Linked DNA regions of Sus scrofa: regions 2 and 3 are each linked to region 1. A link is a contact called in public Hi-C and HiChIP or PLAC-seq data. All regions are on one chromosome and are shown on one strand. The core of a region is the stretch at or near the end of the contact, and the rest is flanking DNA. Distances in the headings are between cores, read along the strand shown. Region 1 overlaps ME3 (malic enzyme 3). Region 2 overlaps ME3 (malic enzyme 3). Region 3 overlaps ME3 (malic enzyme 3).

The links. Hi-C and Micro-C count contacts between places; a contact is called where the count stands out from the background. HiChIP or PLAC-seq counts read pairs in DNA pulled down with a chosen protein or histone mark.
Region 2: a contact with region 1 is called in an H3K27ac HiChIP or PLAC-seq map of skeletal muscle. The contact joins two enhancer-like sites. A contact is called at or near these places in 8 of 47 Hi-C or Micro-C datasets (embryonic fibroblasts, epiblast stem cells, fetal heart ventricle and 4 more) and 1 of 2 datasets of contacts at active chromatin or transcription factors (skeletal muscle).
Region 3: a Hi-C map of skeletal muscle shows a contact between it and region 1, with 6 times the contacts expected there. The contact joins two enhancer-like sites. A contact is called at or near these places in 20 of 47 Hi-C or Micro-C datasets (brain, embryonic fibroblasts, epiblast stem cells and 12 more) and 1 of 2 datasets of contacts at active chromatin or transcription factors (skeletal muscle).

Annotation. Positions count from the first base shown.
Region 1 is chr9:20,324,777-20,328,461 of Sscrofa11.1, forward strand. The region is part of intron 7 of ME3 (malic enzyme 3); the gene reads right to left. Among named protein-coding and RNA genes, the nearest start is that of CCDC81, 100 kb to the left of the region's middle. Within about 2 kb of position 2,130, at least 9 of the 83 cell types and tissues checked have an H3K27ac peak or open chromatin away from gene starts, as enhancers often do. A contact at or near this core is called in skeletal muscle, where this site is marked.
Region 2 is chr9:20,409,505-20,412,996 of Sscrofa11.1, forward strand. The region is part of intron 2 of ME3 (malic enzyme 3); the gene reads right to left. Among named protein-coding and RNA genes, the nearest start is that of ME3, 78 kb to the right of the region's middle. Within about 2 kb of position 2,202, at least 3 of the 83 cell types and tissues checked have an H3K27ac peak or open chromatin away from gene starts, as enhancers often do. A contact at or near this core is called in skeletal muscle, where this site is marked.
Region 3 is chr9:20,433,203-20,436,588 of Sscrofa11.1, forward strand. The region is part of intron 2 of ME3 (malic enzyme 3); the gene reads right to left. Among named protein-coding and RNA genes, the nearest start is that of ME3, 54 kb to the right of the region's middle. Within about 2 kb of position 1,664, at least 4 of the 83 cell types and tissues checked have an H3K27ac peak or open chromatin away from gene starts, as enhancers often do. A contact at or near this core is called in skeletal muscle, where this site is marked.

The sequences.
Region 1 (3,685 bases), core at 880-3,379:
TTGTCACTGCTGTGGCTTGGGTGGCTGCTGTGGCTTGGGTTTAATCCCTGGGCAGGGGCCCTCTTTGCATGCCTCGGGCCTGCTCCACCCCCCAGAGAAACCTGTTTAAAGCAGCATTTTCTAAACTTACTTGACTAGAGACCTTACCCCTCTGTGTCCCACCATCACCATTTACAAAAGAGCAGATTTTGACAGACACAGCTCTCTGCAGAAAGGACTTTGCACCAGGTGTCAGGGCAAGGCCATCTCTCCCTGGGATTCCTGCAATTGTTCTTTCTGGCCAGGATACTCTAATCACGGATCTCACATCCTCCAGCTTTATTTCCCCTCCCCCAATTCCACCTACTGTATCTTTATAAACACACATTTATGCAGGCCGCCTATTTTCTGAAAATCCTAATAGGGTTCACAGTGCCTTTGGGGTTGTGTTCAAACATCTGAAATGGCGTCCACTTTGGCCCCGACCTTAATGCTCACCATCCCTGCTCCCAACTCCCACCTATATCTTTTCACACCCTGGGCATATCCTGCTGCTTCCCAACTACTGTGGGTCCTTACACAACTCCCCATCTTCACTAGAAGGCCTCCTTTTCACCCTGGCCAACTCCTACTTAAACGGTAAGGCCCTGCTCAAATGTCCTCTCTTCCAGGAAGGCTTCCTTGACTCATCGATGTTCCTACCTTCAGGGTAGCAGTAATTCTTCTCTTCTCTAGGCTGCCTTGCTATTCTGGGCATATCTCTGCTAGGATATGTCATATTATATCACAATTATTTATTAACATTCCTGCTGGGCACGCTCATGAAGAGTAGAGGAGACATGCAGCTCAGCAGAGAGGAAGAGGGCGTTCAGGTCATGGGGTTGCGTATGGGTTTGGGGCAGAGGATGTGCACTGAGCAGGGAACAAGGCCAAGGACAGAACCTAGGGGGCCCACCTGCGTCCAGGGGCCAGAGAGGGGAGAAAGAAGAGAATCCAGCCAAGGAAATGAGCAGGGGGACGGGCCAGGTGGAAGACTGACCAGCAGAGTGGCTGCCACAGGAGCTGTACGATGGGCTGTGGTCAGTGTCAGATGCGGGGCAAGGTTAACGAAACCTGGGACCCGGAAGTGCTGGGGGGCCGGCGCCCGGAAGAGCCTTCAGGAACTTCCAGAGCACTTCCGGTGGTGTGGTGGGGAGGGAACCATTCGGCAGGGGTTTAAAGAAGAGGCTTGGCTATGACGTAGGGTGATAGCCATTGGTGGATGGATTCATTTTTGGTGCAAATATGCACGTGGAACAGAGGAGCCAGTATGGAGGGAGATGAGAGGCGTCACGACAGGGGATGGAGGTTCTGGGGAGTCAGAAGGAGGCAGGAGCCAGAGTCCAGTTACAGTGTGAGATGACGTGGTTCTTCCTTCTGGGACATCACAGCCTGGTGGAGGGACGGACATGAAGCCCTGGCACCACAGGGCCACCAGAGATGGGAGAGGGAGCAGTTGGTTACTCAGGGGCAGGGACCGGAAGTGGGGGCTGTCACTAGGACGACAGGGAAAGTACGCAGTCGGCGAGGAAACTGGAAACCGTTGACTGGAGAAAGCGGGAATGTGGCCCCTGAGGAGAGAGAGATCCCAATGGAACGGGGCATAAGGAATGAGGTCCTTCAAAGACATGAAGGCCCCTTCTGTGGACCTGGAATTAGGAAGACTTACTTAATGAGGCCTTGAGGGAAAAAAGCAGAGCCAACAGGTGGAAGTCAGAAGGACAGAGAGATTCCAGTGCCCTATAAGGCAGAGATGCAAAGACTGGCTGCTAAGAGGCTGTCCCTGGATGTGATTCCATGGTCCCACTTGGCACTGAGGTTGTGGAAGGGAGTCCAGCCGCGGTGGGGTGGGGAGCGGACCTCCGAGGCCCTTCCCCTCCCAGGTCCCACACCGGGAGATTCCCCTGGTGTTTCCCGGGCCCTGCAGCCAGACTGGCGGGCTCCTGGCACTGCCATTCTGGCCTGATGGGGGGGAAAACTCCCATTGGGTAATAAGACAGTCACAGGAAGCAGCAATTTCTAAGCAAAAGTACCAGAATAATGCAGCTGTTCCTCAGCCACCGCTCTGATGGCAAGCCCAGGCCAGACAGAAAACACTTCAGGAACAGTTTGGATTTCCTTCTCAATTTCCCTGTTTGTCTGAGTTCCTGGGAAAACACGCAAATGGCGCCAGAAATCCCAGAGCGGGGACAAGGATGGTGGCTGATCTGTTGACCTCTGGACCTCTCCAAGGTCAGAAGCCAGTACTGATATTTTCCTCCAGGACACAGCAGCTCACTCCCCAACCTTCGGTTCTTCAAGCTGGTGCACTTTCCCCAGCCACCAGCCCTTTCTTTGGCTGACTTGGGGCACAGGATTAAGGCCAGCTCTGATCTGCCCACAGATTTAGTTGTCACAGAGTCACTGATGTCGCCATGAAGATCCTGTGATTAGTCTGGCCCGTTCTGACCTCTGCATTCAGGTGAACTACCGTAGCATTTGTATCGGAGTGTTTGCCATACAGTCATCTCTTGGACTTCCTCAGCGTCCAAACTGCCCCTCTCCTGGGGAACTCACTGAATTCTCCCTTGAATGACAACAGTCTGGCTGGAAGACAATAAGGCTGGAAAACCTAGTCCTTGCTTGCGGGCTTTGGGACCCAAGTGAGGCCAAGTCAGGGAGCGAAAAAAGAAAAGATGAAGCTACATCAGCGGAGAGACAAGATCAAAGCCGAGAGGAGGCAGGGTCCTCGAGGGCAGGGGAGATGTCTGACTTAGCACGTGGGACACGGACAGCTGAGGAAGGAGCTTTAACCAAGCCCCTTTCCTAGCCCCTGCTCTGGACAAATCCACTTCAGACACCCAAGTTGGAAGAACAAACAAACCTGCTGCCGTATGCCCAGGGCCCTGCGCTTGCCCGGCTCAGCCAGCCTAGGTGAACAAACGCAAGCATGAAAGTGTGCCTGCTAGAGCAGAGCCCCTCCACGGGGGTGGCCAGTCACACAGCCCATGTGACATCCTTGTCCCCTAGGAGCCCCAGGTTCCTCTTCTAGAGGCACTGCAGCTAAGTATCTTTGTATCACAATAGCTCAGGCCCTTTCCTTTATCCCAAGGATGAGGATGCAAGTTAAGACAAAGGAGGAGGGCCAGCCTGGGAGAGCAGGCAGCAGAGGCTGGAGTAAACCACCTCCGATTTTGAAGTCAGACAGGTTTGGGGCAAGTCCAGACTTCCATTTTTAGCTGGGTGATTTTGGACAAGTTACTTAACGTTTCTGAGCCTCAGTTTCTTTACTCCTAAGGGTTGTTGTGATAGAGCACCCAGCACAGAGCAGGTTCTTTGTAAAGGTGAGTTGCTGGCTCTTTCCTGGGAAGAAGGCCATGACTTTTCTTTTCTTTTAACATGGCTGCAACTGCAGCATAGGGAAGTCCCTGGGCCAAATCGGAGCTGCACCTGGGGCCTACGCCACAGCCATAGCAATAGCAATAGCAGTGACATATCCAAGCAACATCTGTGACCTATGCTGCAGCTTGCAGCAATGCCAGACCTTTAACCCACAGAGTGAGGCCAGGGATCAAACCCATATCCTCACAGAGACAGCACTGAGTCCTAAACCCACTGAGCCACAGTGGGAACTCCAAGCCATAACTTGCAAATCCGGTGGTGGTCAAAGGCCTACATGCCCTAGGCC
Region 2 (3,492 bases), core at 952-3,451, 85 kb after region 1:
CCTAGAAAAAGACAAAAAGACAAAAAAAAAAAAAAAGCAGGTGAAAATAACGGCTCTTTCAACTGTTTTGCCACCAGAAGACCAGTTTACATGAACTTGTTAGGCAAGGATCAACATGGAAGAGAAATGGAGGTGTCTGCCCCTGAAATCTTTGGTGACTGCAGGATTTTGTCCCAACTAAACAGGAGAACAGAGGTGGGGAGCTGGAAGGCTTATGAATCATTCTGTTGGCAAAATTCCCTGTGGCGGTTTGAATGCTTCGTGACCCTCTCTTCCCAAGGGGCTATTATTTAAAATTTAAATAATATTGTTCTTGGCATCCTGATGGCTCTCTAACTCAGCTGAACCTCAACAGGGTGATGGCAGAGGAAGGTGCTGGGCAGGGGAGCTGCTGCGGACAAGGGAGTACCGCTTCCTTCCTCCAATTACACGACAGCTCTTTGACAGGCCCAGCCTGGAGGACTGGGTCAGAAAGTGAACTGCAACCAGGAGGAATAAAACAAACAGACACTGAAGAAGCATTGTACCATTGTACACCCACGCCTGGTGCGTGCTGACCAGTGGGCGGGGGTGCCCGAGCTGGATGCAAGACCGACCAAGGACAAGTTCATCTTGCAGGGCAATTGTCCAGCAGACCATCGAGCTGGATGCAAGACCGACCAAGGACAAGTTCATCTTACAGGGCAACTGCCCAGCAGTTAACCTGCTCCAGCCCTGATGTTAGCCAAATCCTCCCCATCCTGGGCCTTGACCTCAGCTCTGCCCCTCAGTCAGGGGAACCAGGAAGGAGGTCATTCTGCTCTGGGGACAGATGACTGACATGTATACAAGAGATCAGGGCAACCAGTCTCCTTCTCTGTCGTGACACCAGGAGGCAGGAGTTCTAGGTCCACAGTCATTTTGGACTGACTTTCTAACAACAGTTTACATTCCATGACCTCTTTAGGTTTCACAAGGCAGGTGTATTTCCTTTGCGATATCAGACAATCTCAGAAACCAAAAAGAAAATCACGATGACAGTGGTTCTCAAGCTTTGCTACCCATTAGAAGCACATGGGGGTGGTCAAACACCCGGATTAAACCCCGCGCCCATTAAGTCAGAATTCTGGGGGTGGGAGTCTGCATGAGGAGTGTTTAAAGGTCCACAGGTGACGCCAAGGTGCAGCAAAGTTTGGGAACCATTGTCCTGTGAGAGAGGCTATGGAAGTGCTATGCTCATTTTATAGAGTTAACACGAAAGCTAAGAGAGGTTAATAACTGGCCTAAAAGCAAGGCCCTAGCAAGGAGCAGAGATGGGACTTGAACCCCGAATTCCATTCCAAATTGTTGGTTCATTAATTCATGACATAATCATTCATTTAACAGGTATGTTTTGAGGACCAGCCACATAGCAGGCACCAGACATTGAACGAGAGACCAAATACACACGGCCCCTACCTCCGCCGAGTGTCAGTGTAGTCATCTTTTCATTCAAACCAGCGTCCTTTACACTCGTCTATGTTTTTGAATTAATTTGGAAGTAGGCGGGCTAATTCAGTGCCTGCTAGGCTATGGTGCTCAGCAAAACAGTGCCAGTGGTCTTTTTGCTGGAGTTCAGGTGTGTGGTGCAGGTTACTCGGGACTGGCCACGGAGGAAGGAGATCTGTGACTCTTCTTTCACCAGCTGTGTGATCCTGGACAACAGTCTTTTTTTTTTTTTTTTCTTTCTGCTGTACCTGTAGCATATGGAAGTTCCTGAGCCAGGGATCGAATTGGAGATGCAGCTGTAGCCTATGCCACAGCCACAGCAACACCAGATTTGAGCCACATCTGCAACCTACACTGCAGCTTGTGGCAATGCCAGATTCATAACCCACCGGGCCATGCCAGGGATTAAATCTGCAGCCTCACAGAGGCAGCATTGGGTCCTTAACCTACTGAGCCACAAGGGGAACTCCCCGGACAGCATTCTTAAGTATCTGATTCTCACTTTGCTCATCTGCAGAATGAAGACAATAATACCCATTTAAAAAGACTGCAGTGAGAACTAATGGAAGCCTCCTGTGTGGTGGTGTATCCAGTGAGCCGCCAGCACAACTGAGGCCTCAATAAACTCAGCTCCAACCGGGTGCTCACCAGATGCTGAAGGTGGAGGGAACAGGATTTATGAACCTTGTGCCTCTGAGAGGCCCAGCAGCCAAGCGCATCCTTAAAATATCTCAGCCTGTTTAGTCTTCCTCTCTAACCTCTGGCCCCAACCCATCCTACTCCTCTTCCTTGGAACTCGCAGTTGCAACACCGTTTACTTGGAATTTAAATAAATAAATTTTCATTGGTCATAGGGATGTAAAGAAAATCTAACATTAATGAGGGGAGTTCTCTTGTAGTTCAATGGGTTAAGGATCCTGCATTGTCACTGCAGTGGCTTGGGTCGCTGCTGTGGCGCGGGTTTGATCCCTGGCCTGGGAACCTCCATATGCCTCAGGCTCAGCCAATAATAATAATAATAATAACAGAAAATCAAAGGGAACTGGACTGAAAGTTAAAAGCTGAAGAACTGGGCATATTTTTAAAAGCGTAGTTCCATGTTAAAATTAGATTTATACTAAAAGAACAGGAAAGAAAAATGTAGAACGTCGGACCACGTGAGTTCTTTTTTCCTAACCAGTGCTTAGTTTACATAATCCACATTAAATTGTTTCTTTATTCCCTCCTGAGATAGAATCTAAGCCACTTAATGAATTTGAGAGTTTCTTAAAAATGTTCTCATTTCATAAACATAATTAGCCCTGGGACCTATGTGTTTAGGGATACAGGCAGTTAATCAAATTGCTCTTTTCCATTGGTGATTTCTGAAAAGGTCACTGGAATTCCTGCAAGTGAGGCTTGGCTGTTCTCAAGTGACACTGTCTCCTCTGAAGGAAGCTACGTTGACATTCAAAGAGAACTGCAGGGTGACCTCTCCTCCAAATGTCTCAAAATAAACAGCCCTAAGCACAGGGCTATATTTAGTGTCATTTAGCGACCAGGCTCTTCTAAAACCTATATCCTGTGATAAGTAACGTCAATGTTTGAAGTCCCCTTTAAAGGAGCAATGAGGCGCTTATTCTAAATTAATGCTGATGGACTAAATACACCACTGAATGACTGTCTGGGTCACTGTCGAATAGTCTGGAAATTTAATTTGCTTTTACAGATGAATATTCAGTTTGGGGGTTAGTCTATAGTTTATAACTTCTATTAACTTAATAAAGATTTTAGTAGTATTATATAATGCCTACTAAAGGACAGGCTGTGGTCAATAATGAGTGAACCAAAGCATTATTTGATTCTGTCCTTTATAACATCCATATGAAGTAACATATCTGCCCAAGATTATGCGGTTAATAAGTTATGGAGCTGGACTAGGAACCCAGTTCTGTGTGCCAGTAAAGCCCACATTGGTAGTCACTATTTTGCCTACACTGCTTTGCATCTTTTGCAGAGACTTCGAACATTTAGCAATAATCTTTG
Region 3 (3,386 bases), core at 414-2,913, 110 kb after region 1:
TCTTCCAGAGCACAGAGAGCCCTGGGAGACAGTTCATGTCATTTAAGCTCTACATCCTGTCACCTAGACCTGTATGCTGCCTAGAATGGGTGCTGAGTACTCATTTGTTAAATCAATGAATAACTGAATGCCATTGCCTGTCTTCTAAGAGTTTACAATCTGCTAGAAATGGTAAGATTTGTGCATACACACACACACACACACACACACACAAAACACTAGCCAGAAGTGCGTTAAACATACATAAAAGATATAAACCAGCAATTCCACATTCTTCACTTATATGAAGCCAGAAAAGAAAACTTGCCCATGTACAAGGAGACACGCCAGCATGGTGACTGCAAAATTGTTTACAACAGTAAAAATTGGGAATAACTAAACTTTCATCAGCAGAGGCATGGAGAAGTACATCTCAGCTTACGAATACAATGGAATATTATAGATAGTAACTGAAATGAATGGTGTAAAACTAAGTGGGTTATATGGATAACTCATGAAACACAGTAAGTGAAGAAATAATCATAGTAGCTAACATTTATTTAACACTTACGAAGTGCCAGGTCCTACTTTAGCACTTGGTATGTATTAACTCATTGAGTCCTCACAACAACCCTCTGAGGGCAAATACATCCACCAAACCTACCTTAGAAATAAGGAAGCTGAATGCTATCTACCATTTGCCTGTAACGTGGCTGACGTACAGAGCTGGATGGTTGTTCCATGTACAGCCGACAAAGAACTATATAGCAAGAAATAGAAAAAAAAAAATAAATAAAAAAAAAAAAAAAAAAAAAAAAAAAAAAAAAAAAAAAAAAAAAAAAAAAATGAAACTAACAAAGATTTCCATGTACGCAAAAAGACTATAATTTAAGAATAGAAATTAGAAAAAGAAAAACATAATGAATGAAAAAATGAATAAATAAAACATAAAGTATACACTTTCAAAAAAGTATATCCATATGTAATAAAAGTGTTAAAACACGCATGGGAATCCCCAAATTATGATTGTGATTATATTAGGGGCGGCAAAAGGGAGGGGACTGCAAAGTCACCAAGGGGAAGGGAGCAAGCATCAAATGGATTTGTTCCATTTCTCAAGCTGAATGATTGTTCCATAGAAAGTCTTTATATAATTTCTGTCTGAAATATTTCATAATAAAGAAAGTGATCAACAAGAAACTAAACCCCTCAAGGGCTCAAAGAAACATGATTCCTGTTACTGCGAGGAGAAAGGGACATTTAAATGAGACCTAAAGATTATGAGTAAAACTAGCAAATGTGGAAATCAGAGAGTCACCCAGTGAGGGACGCTGGGCACAAAGGTGGGCAGGACAACTGAGATTGCTAGAAAGACATTCCACTTTCCATTCCAAGGCCCCCGGGAGGCCCAGCCTGGGGGACTCAAGACTCTGGGCTTGGTGGCTCCAAAATCTACTTGGCCTTTTCTCTGTGGCTGCAGAACTGGGGAACTGGGAGGCCCAGGCTTCTGTGCCAGGGGTGCCCCGGGTGGCTGGGAATGCCTGGATCTGCTGGCATCCTGTGGCTTATTCTCAGACTGCATGGGAGGGGGGGTGCTTGCCTGCTGCTCAAAGGCAGGCTGGATGTGGAAGTCTGTTCACAAGCTGGAATCATGACTGACAGTGTTGGCTTTGGAGTCTGGGGAGGAATAAGGGAACTCGCTGCAACTCAAAACCCAGTGACCAAAAGGGAACAGTGTTTCACTGAACATAACCGAATCAACTGTTGGCCAGAAAGCCCAGGGCACACGGGAAGCCCTCAGATGGTCCAGTTTTCAGGCAGCTGGGGCACTGAGTCTGGACAAGCCCACACTCCATAGCTGTGCCAAGCAGATTTGTCAGACATTGTCCTGAACTTAGGGCTCAGCCTCTTCCTCACTCTACTACCTGAACCTGTGGGGACCGGCTGCTCCACAGACCTGTTCTCACTGGCTCTTTAACTGCTTGTGGTCTGGATCAGGAAATCTGGGATGGCATGAGCTAGAGCCTCAGACCGCTATGCCAGAGCCTCTACAGGCCAAGGCTGGTTTCCCAAGGGCACACTCAAAGAGAAGTAAAAAGACACACGTCGTTTGACTGATAGAAATGAGTATCTAGTTGGTGCTGCATTCAAAGGAAGGAGGCACTTTGTCCCGGATTGGGGAGACCTAGAAGTTAAGCCTTGGGTGCTGGCATTTCCTCTGTGTCTACATGTTTGATTTTGGACAGGTACTCAGCTTCTCTAAGCCCCACGGTCCTCATCTGTAAAACAGATGCCACAGCAACAACCACCTAAAGGGTTGCTGTGAGGTGCAACAACAATGCACCAATGGCTACCTTTTATTCATGTTCCCTAGGTGCCCAGCCCTGTGCCTAGCATTTGGAAACAGAATCTCAAGTTAGCTTCCCAGCAGCTCTAAGGAGCTGGGGAACAGAAAGCTTAAGTAATCTGCCCCCAGTCTTAAATTCATAAATTGTGGATCTGGGATTCAAATCCAGGTCTGCCTGGCTCCAAAGACTCTTACAGTAACTGCATGCTGCAAAATGCTTTGCAAATGTGTTTCCACTGCTCATGTGGAAGTTATAAACTTATCTCAACTGGGTAAAACACCCTCTCTTGAATTGACTTGATTCGAGATTAAATTAAATCCAAAACTCATAGGCTGGATTACATTCCTGCTGCTTTGTTCCATATGAGCAGACTGGGGACCTTCCACTTTATGGCTGGGCCCTCAGTGGGTCAGGTCAGACCCCAAGGCCCCCCCAAAGTTATAACAGCCTTCCTTGGGGGATCTGGGTCTCCCAAATCCCAGGGTGAGGCTTTCACCTTGGACTTCAGTCCTCCGTTCTTGCGGCTTCTTGGCAATGATCACCAATCAGGTGCCTAGGGATGTTTTTTGGTAGTCCCAAAGCTAAGACCTCAAATTACACATATTCACTTCACTTGCCAAACACCTCCCTGAATTAAGTGTTCTGGACATTAAGCTTTTCAATAGCTTCTCTGTATCCACTAACCTATGAACAGGCCAAGCTTCTTCTCTTATACTGGCATGATTCCTAATATATTAAATATTGAGGGTTTGGCATGCCCAGTTTTGCAGCTCTTACCACTTCAAATAAATTAATGAACTACTTCTTTACAAAAAATCTAAAATGCTAAATCATGTCATATGTAGCTATAAGAGAACTTTTAGGGGTTTTGGCTGTAAGAACTCATCCACTCTGGCAGAACCAAATTCCTTTTTTAATACGATCCAGCATGAAAAACCAAGAGCTATGGCCTTTAGCTGGAGGTCCTTTGGGGACATGATTTTCTGACTTTTAGAAATCAAAGCAGGAATTTATACACATTCTTCCACATGAAAAGATGTTCATGAACCTCTCGCCACA